2 separate regions of the Mus musculus genome follow, and region 2 is linked to region 1. Evidence: chromatin contacts called from public promoter capture Hi-C data. All regions are on one chromosome and are shown on one strand. The core of a region is the stretch at or near the end of the contact, and the rest is flanking DNA. Distances in the headings are between cores, read along the strand shown. Region 1 overlaps Farp2 (FERM, RhoGEF and pleckstrin domain protein 2). Region 2 holds the start of Atg4b (autophagy related 4B, cysteine peptidase).

Region 1 (4,136 bases), core at 893-3,392:
AGCTAAATTGATGAGTTCTAGGTTCAATAAGAGACTCTGTCCCCCCCAAAAATAGGGTGGAAACTCCAAAGATACCCGATTTTGACCCCTGGGCTTCAACATTCATGTGTATCCCATACACATGCACATTTAGAACTCATTGTGAGCAGCCGACTGATGCTCTTGCTGGACAGTGACAAGCAAAGAGACTCAAAGCAACATGTGCTTTGCACAGCAAAAAAAGATGTTTGAGAGACAGAAGCCTAATAATGTGGTATACACTCTTTTTTGTTGTTGTTTTAAGATTATTTTATGTGTGAGTACACCATTGCTCTCTTCAGACACACCAGAAGAAGGCATTAGACCTCATTGAAGGTGGTTGTGAACCACCACATGGTTGCTGGGAATTGAACCTCAGGACCTCTGGAAGAGCAGTCAGTGCTCTTAACTACTGAGCCATCTCTCCAGTGGAATACACTCTTAAAAGACCATACTTAGCCTAATGGAATATTAGATTGGGCATACAAGCTTCATGTTTGTCACCAGTCTCCATTACTGCACCAGAGAAGTCAGAGAATGTAATAGAGTGCTCAAGATGAATTACTGAGGAAAAAAAAACTACTACTCACAAAGCCGCTTGTGGGACATTAACTGGCAAAGAAGTTACCATAGCTAAATCTGGAGTGGAGTCAAGGTGATATTTATGTTGTATTTTCAGGGCTTTCCTATAGGAATGTATATTTTAAAAGTAAACCATTAAACAATGGGGCTGTCTTCCAGAGGTGGCCCCTTGCTAAGTTCATCAACGTAGAGTCACGTATTAACAAATGCCTGCTTCGGGCTGAGCAGAGGCCTGCTGAGTCAGTAAGAGGGACCTAGCTTGCTGCTGCAGCAGTAGACACCACCACAGCGGGCGGTGGGAGGGGAGAGGAGAGGACCACAGCACTGAGATGTCAGGGACCATGGAGAAATGCTCACTGCCCTTGCCTTCCATGTCTCCGGGACAAGTTTCAGGCCAGGTCCCAAGCTCTACATGAAAGAAGACAGCCTCTAGATCTTCCTGACTCTCTGATTTTAATTGGGTTTTAATTTTGTTTCCGAAATTTGTTTTGAGATTTCTTTTTAATGTGTATGGACTTGTGCCTACATGTATATCTGCATCACATGCATGCCGTGCCTATAAAGACAATAAGAGGTGTTGGATCTCCTGGAATTAGGGTTACAGGTGGTTGTTAGCTGCCATGTGTATGCTGGGAATCAAGTACTGAGCCTTCTCCAGCCCTTCTTTTGTTTTTTAAAGATTTATTTTTATCCATGTGTGTGTGTGTATCTGTGTGAGAGTACCCATAGATGGCATTAAGTTCCTTGGTTATAGGCAGTTGTGAGCTGCCTGACATGGGTGCTGGGAACTGAACTTGTGTCATCTGGAAGAGCAGTGAGCACTCCTAAAAACCACTGAGCCATTTCTACAGCCCTTAACCAGGGTTTTCATTAACACCCAAAGACAAAGTTGATAAACTGGATTATGTTAAGGTCCAGTGGTTATCCCATTTCAGACATGTTTATAGATACATATGCAGGCTCCTAGCAACTTTGAATCACACATAGTCCAGTGAACACAGGCCTTGTGTCTGTCCATGGGACAGGTGTTTTTGGATGAGATTCTTAAACTACATGGTACATGAAACAGCTGACTACCAAAACTGATTCCAAGTTGTGGGGAAAGTAGGCATACTGTCAGGAGCTAAAGGAGACCATGGCTAGAGTCTAGACAGACATGAGGAGACATGAGGGAACGCCTTCCGTCCCATGTAGGTGGGAATTACCACCCATCAGGTTCTACCGGGGTTCAGACCTCAGCTTGACTGGAGACCAGCCTGTCTGTGCATAGCCCATTGCCCCACACAGGCTGACCCAGAAAGCTGCCCATTGGCTGAATATGGTGCATTCTGGTGTTCAGGAAGAACAATAGCCTTGAGGAATTGAGGCAAAGATCCAACAGATTTCCTTAATATGTGGCCTGCTCACCATTGGAAAAATCCCACAGACTTGCAACTGTATGTGAGAGGTGGGATGGAAATCCAGCCCAGTACCTAAAAGACAAACCTCAGGCGAGCCCGATGACACTCACCAGCATGCCACGGAGTGGAAGGAAGCCACGGATCCGGAAATGACTGGCTCCTGTGACACTTTTGCTTGTATACAGCAACATATCTGAGAACTGGAGGAGGGGAAGCCTTTTAGATAAGTGAACTTTACAAACAAGGGACAAAGTTTCAATGTAAGTATAGTTTGACTCTGATGACTATAGACGGCCATTATGTTTTTACCATATCTATGCAAGTTACTGGAGATTGCTGGAAAAAAAAGATCACTCCTTGATCCTTTTTGACCAGATGTATGTAGCAGCCACATGAGCCAGCAGAATTGGGGGGCAGCCACTAGCCCCTCTAGTCTGGCCTAGCTAGTAGGAACAGCCAGGTCTGGCTGGTGCAGTCAGCTTCTCACCTGCATGAATCAGGTCTGGGGCACTTGGAAAGAAAGCCTGGGAAGATGAGGACATATGGTCAGGTCCTCTGTTCCCATGTTCTTAGGCTAGCATTGAGACCCCTGGCTGTCACTGGGCCACCAGCACATCTCTATAGGCCATCCTGATGATGGCTCTGCTTGTTCTCCCAGAATGTGGGATAGGACCAAACAGGCCAGGGTAGGCTGCTTCCTGTCCCTCCTGATTCCCCATGTGACTGTGAGCTGTCATCTGGGATGAAGTTTCTTAGGGCTGGGGTGGTAGTCAGGGGGACAACTCTCCTGACAAAACTACATCCACTGATTCCTCCCCAGACTGGAGATGCAGTTTGGGGTACAGTGGGAAACATACCAGAAAAAACATCCTCTGTTGCAGGCCCTTCTTGGTGAGCTTGTGCAGGCAGCCCTCACGGATAAACTCCTGAAAGACAATTAGGGTCCGGTGAACGACAGTGCAACAGTCATGTGCTAGCTGGGCCATAGGTCATGGTGGCCAACAGCACACTCTAGCTTGCTTGCTCGCTCGCTCATATATACATGTGATAGTGGACGTGTGGAGGCCAGAAGATATCCCTTTGGTCTAGTTTTCTCCTGCAACTTTGTGGGATCTGAGGATTAAACAGACCTACACAAAGCACTTCTCCCTGCTGAGCCATTTTGCCAGCCCCTTCTGGCTTCTAAAGCCCCGCTGAATGACAGCCCTCTGGGGGAGTCACCCTACCTTCAATAGTGCCTCTAGTTACCAGAGGCCTATTCTGGGACCATCTTAGTCCTCAGTTGTCTATCTGGCCCAAGACAAGGATACCAAGAGGGCCAGTCTATCAGAGAGACATTTGGGAGACTGAGTCAGAAAGTGTCCATCTGAGTTCTGCCGTGGGAAAAGCTGGGCAGAAGCAGGTATGAGAAAGGGAAAGTCTCCATAAACACTATTGGGTGGTGAGAGTTGACTACCTTGCACTGGGGTATTGAATAAAGAACAAGAACCTAATGCCACACAGGCTTAGAATGTCAAGGAGCCACATATGGTGGTATGTGCCTTTAACACCTGCACTCAGGAGGCAGAGGCTTGTGGATCTCTATAAGTTCATGGCCAGCCTGGGCTACATAGTGAGTTCCAGGCCAATAAGAAAAAAATGATGGAAGCCCCCATGGGTGCAGCCCGGCATATACCAAATAAGGCACAGAAAGACTTTACGTGCTCACTGACATAAGATGAAGAAACAGCCCCTAGGAGAATAGTTCCCTAGTCGGCAGAAAGGTCTACCACCCTATATGGGAACTTCTGTAGTACTTAGTACTTAGTAGGGCCAGTTACTAAGCTTTCTTACTCCAGTCCTTATGTCAACAGTACTGAGTCATCTGGTGACAGTGTACAGCCAAGAGACACACCAGCCCTTGGAACAGAACTGCAAGTCCAGAAAGAAGCCCACATATCTATAAGGCTTTTTATTTTTTTATAAGGAGGACAAGACCATTCTACAGATGTGCCAGGCCAGCCTGATATCCATGTGAAAAAGCCTGTAATCCCTCACTCAGGAGGTGGAGGCAGGAGGACAGAAAGACAATAAATTCAAGGTCATCCTTAAATATTCAGTGAATTTGAGGCCAGCCTAGGTTACATGAGTCCCTGC
Region 2 (4,448 bases), core at 1,706-4,205, 140 kb before region 1:
GAAGGGGAACTCTCATGAGGCCCCAACCCCAGAAAAAGAATTACAGTCAACCAAGGAACGGTGAGGGTAGGAGGAGAAAGTCTTCCTTTGAAGAGCCTCCCCAGTATCAAACAAGCAAATAACAATATACAGACTAAGCAGATTTTATTTATATACTAAGGAATACAGGCACACGCACACACAGTGCAAGGAGGAAATGTCTGGGAGGGGCTTGAAGAAGAAAGGGGAAAGGGAAATATGATGTGATTATGTTTTAATCTCAAAAGATAAATACAAATTATATAAGAAAAATGTTGGGTTTTTAAAAAATCCCATAGCAAGTCTGTTAAATTTCACATACTCATCTCAAAACCTCCCAAGGAGTCCTACTCAGAATAAACTTGTGAGTCCTCACAGTGACCCAGCAAGGATTCATGACTGAACCTAAATCATCTTTCACCATCTTTGGTGAAACTTAAACAACAACAACAAAAACCTAAACTGGGTGTGGGAGGAGGGAGGTAGCACATGACTTTAATCTCAGCACTCTGGGGCAGGGCAAGCAGATCTCTGAGTTCAAGGCCAGCCTGACCTACAGAGTGAGTTCTAAGACAGCCAGAGCTGCACAGAAACCCATCTCCAAAACCAACCAACAGTGTAGGCACATGTCTGCATGTGGGCATGTGAGTGTGGTGCCCTAGGCACTGGGTCCCCTGGACTAGAGTCCCGGGGATTATGGGCTACCTAACATAGGTACTAGGAACTGAACTGGTCTTCTAGAAGACCAGTAAGTTAGTTCTCTAACCACTGAACCATCTCTCCAGTCCTCCAGCTCACTGAACTCCTGGGGCATGAACCTCCATGCCACTTTGTTTTTGGTTTAGTTTTTGGTTTAGTCTCGACAAGAATGTACTTTCACAGAGCATGGGGTAGGTGTACTTAAGATGGGATGGAGGGGAGTAGGGGAAGGGGAAAATAATGAATTATCCAAAAAAACCTTTAAATATGCTTCCAAAGTGAGATTTGTTTTTGTCCATCCTGCTACAGTTCCAGTCACCTATAACCTAGCCCACATCACTCTCCCATATAAGCACCATCCAGGCCTATATACTTCTGGTCTCCTGTAGAGAATGTCAGGGGCCTCAGACAGCATTTCTTTTCCTTTGTCCATTTTTCTAGTCCAATGTCTAGATTGAAACTCCTGATACCCAATAACAAATGTAGTTTATAAAAAGATCAAGGTAGGTAGGGCAGGATGGCTCACACTTTTTAAGTCCAGCACTTCAAGGCCAGCCTGATCTACATCCTGAGTTCTAGTACAGTGAGGGTTTTGTGGAGAGATACTGCTGAGAGAGAAAGAGAGAGAAAACACACAAACACAGCACACACAATTATAAGAATAACCAGAAGCAACATTACAAGGGTGGTGGGAGATCAGAAGGTAGATCATAAAATGCCACCCAGAATTATATCAGGAGAAAAATTGCACCATCATACTGTATTTAAAAAAAAGTGTTTTATCACCATTAACACAAGTCTTCAAACACAGATGTCTTTTGAGTTTGATCTCACAGCAGCATTAAACACCCACTTAATTTCAGCATTGGGGATGTACAAGCAAGCAGATATATTTCTGTGAGTCTTGGGTCAGCATGGTCTACATATTAGACAAGACTAAACAGTGAGGCCTTGTCTTTAAAAAAAAAAGTGGGGGAGAGGATAATTAAGTAATTCAATGTATTATCCCATTCCACACCTCCAAGAGGCACTGTGGTGTGACAGCTTCAGTTATTCATTCTAAAAAAAAAAAAAAAATGAATTATCTTAAAAAAATATACACCTGGCTCATGCATCTTGGGGAGTCAACGTTCCTGCTTCCTCCAGCTACGGATGCCATAAACTGCTGAAATGTGTATTAACTGTAGGCATTACTCCCAAGTAAGAGCCGACTACTTCTCTAACACAGCTGTCAGAAGAAAACCATCAAAAGCAACGCCATTCAAGAAAAGTACAATGAAATCAGGTAGCAGGACTCCTTCACAAAGGAGTGGATTCTTGAAGGCAGGTCGCTCTTAAATTAAAAAAAGGAAAAAAGAAAAAGAAAACCAAAAAAAAAAAAAAAAACCCGCTAACGCTGCTGAGGGAATGAGAGAACCTCTGTTGGGGGTGGGGTGGGGTGGAATGGGGTGGGGTGGGTATTTTTAGGGCTATTAGCAAACAACTTATTTGATAGATTTGCATCTCCAAGACTTCTGGCCAACATAAACAAAGAACCGCACTCTCCAGCTTCAGAAGCAAGAGTCAGTTAAAAACAAACAAACAAACAAACAAACAAAACCCACCCACACTTAACCCAGTATTAGGACCTCAAGAAGTCAAAGTAGCATGTGACTGATCCGCTGTCAGAACAGGAGCGGGGCTCACCTACACAGGTTATTGAACTTCAAAGACAAAAGATGTGCATGTTGTGGTAGCTGGACCAGCGGCCAACAACTTGACAGAAGTTAAAGAGGTCGGCTCTTCAATGGACACCGCAAGGCCCACCCTCGCGGCGCACCGGTCCTCTCCGGGCACCAGGGTGCCCGCGTCCTGATGCGTCCCTCAGACTCCCTGCCCTCACGCCCGCAGCCGCGAGCCCACAGGCTGGGACGCTCCCCGAGGGCCGCGGCCGAGCGCCGGAGGCCGAGGCGCTGACGAGTGGCCCCGCGAACCCGGTACTGAGCGCTGCGGGGAGGCGCGGCCCGCCCAGCCCAACACACCGGCCTCCGCCCCAGCGGGCGGCCACGGGAGCCCGCCCGCGACAGGGCAGGCGTCCGCCCTCCTTACCTGCGTCCATCTTCCCTGTCCGGCTGCCGACTGACCGTGCCGTCGCTCCGACGGACTACTGCGCGACACGGCGACGGGAAGCCGCGGCAGCCAAGCGCGGCGCAGCGGAAGCGCGGGCGTCGCCATCTCGCCGTACGGCGGTGGGCACGCGGGGGGTGGGGCCTCGGCGCGTGTGGTTCCTAACCGGACGCGGCCGCCCCGCCCCCGGCCCGCGCCGCCGCTTCGGAACACCCGGGAGCCGGCCCGAGCTGCGCTCCTCCGGCGCCGCCATCTTTCCGTACAGACAGCCACCCGCGCATGTCTCGGTACGGACTCACCGCCCGCTGCGGCCGCGACGCCGGCGCCGTGGCCGGGCAGTCCGAGCGCAGCGTGGTGCGGGCGGCAGCGCGCAGCCATCTTGCCGTACGGCTCGGCCGCGGCCCACGTCCCGAGCTGTGTCGCCGCGCTCCCTCGGGGCGGGTCGGGCCAGCGGGCGGGCGGCAAGGATCGGAGCCTGGCGGCGCTCACGACCGAGGCCCGCAATGGTGATCTGCTGCGCGGCCGTGAACTGTTCCAACAGGCAGGGCAAGGGCGAGAAACGCGCTGTCTCCTTCCACAGGTACGCGGCCCGCCTCCGGGTCCGCCACGCCCCCGCCCTGGCCGGGGCCCGCGGGGAAACTGAGGCCGCGCGGCGGGCCGAGCTCCGGGGACCGGGAGTGGGGGGCCGGCTAACCGAGGGTAACTGTGGGAGGTGGACGGGTCGTGGAGCTTTATGACCTTGGCTTGGACCGCCGGCTTTGGGGACCAGCACGGCCATGCCTCGGGCAGAGCGGCCGGAGGCCCCCTCCGCCACCTCCACCAACGGGCGTCGCACTGATTTGGGCTGGCCCTGCCAATTTCAGGAGTATTCTGCAAGGGCGCCTTCTCAGGTTAATCCTGATCTTTGCTTTCGGGCAGTTCTCCACTCTTGCCTCGGCGGGGCAAGCCCGCCCGGAGGTGTGTGGCAGGAGTGCGGCCCGGCGCACGCAGCTCTACTTCCTGCATCCATAGCCCTCATCGCCTTCCTATGGGGTCCTGCGGCCCAGGCACTGGCACCGATCACCTCCCGCATCCTGCACTCTGGCAGAGGCCCGGGGGATGACCGTGGAAAGGGCTTTCCAGGGGGTTCTCGGTGGCCCTTGTGCGGGCCGCGCCTTCCAAAGGCTTTCGAGACTCCCTCAGTTGGTCCTCTCCTGTGATTTCCAACAGGAGTGAACAGCGAGCGAAGGGACTCTGCCTTGGAAGTCACTTCGCACATCCTGCCACCTCTTAGTACTTGGTGTTAAAATTTAAAGATGGGAATGGCACGTATCTGTTGAAAGTTCACAGGGTTACATTAAGTCTCCAGTCCTTAAGACCTGGTTCAAAACAAAACCTAGTAACGTTAAACAATCTTACAAGTCAACCAGAATGTTTCCGTAACAATTTCACATAGAACATGCCCCAGAAGTTTTGTTAACAGTTGAAAATGAGGCAGTGTTGCAAGGACTGATGTTGGCTTCCCCATGTTCTAACATGGTATATGGGTAGACAGTGCCCAAATTGGGGCGGGGAAACTCCAGAAATCTAGCTCACTAAACACTGATAAAGGTTATAAGATCACATTGCTTACAACGTCCAGATCC

The links. Promoter capture Hi-C pulls out the DNA fragments that hold promoters and counts their contacts.
Region 2: a contact with region 1 is called in a promoter capture Hi-C map of the HPC-7 cell line, with 2.7 times the contacts expected there. The contact joins the promoter of Atg4b here to the enhancer-like site in region 1. A contact is called at or near these places in 18 of 39 promoter capture datasets (the 3T3-L1 cell line, 3T3-L1-derived adipocytes, the C10 cell line and 14 more), 5 of 115 datasets of contacts at active chromatin or transcription factors (bone marrow-derived macrophages, embryonic stem cells and intestinal villus epithelium) and 3 of 9 other capture datasets (adipose tissue, liver and pancreatic islet).

What each region holds. Positions count from the first base shown.
Region 1 is chr1:93,611,182-93,615,317 of GRCm38.p6, reverse strand. Farp2 (FERM, RhoGEF and pleckstrin domain protein 2) reads right to left here. Exons shown (of 27, transcript NM_145519.2): 20 at 2,858-2,926; 21 at 2,111-2,200. Among named protein-coding and RNA genes, the nearest start is that of Stk25, 22 kb to the left of the region's middle. Within about 2 kb of position 2,142, at least 1 of the 459 cell types and tissues checked has an H3K27ac peak or open chromatin away from gene starts, as enhancers often do. A contact at or near this core is called in the HPC-7 cell line, where this site is marked.
Region 2 is chr1:93,753,412-93,757,859 of GRCm38.p6, reverse strand. It overlaps Atg4b (autophagy related 4B, cysteine peptidase), which reads right to left and starts at 2,955. Exons shown (of 13, transcript NM_174874.4): 1 at 2,806-2,955. The coding sequence starts at 2,815. It overlaps Thap4 (THAP domain containing 4), which reads left to right and starts at 3,022. Exons shown (of 6, transcript NM_025920.3): 1 at 3,022-3,403. The coding sequence starts at 3,327.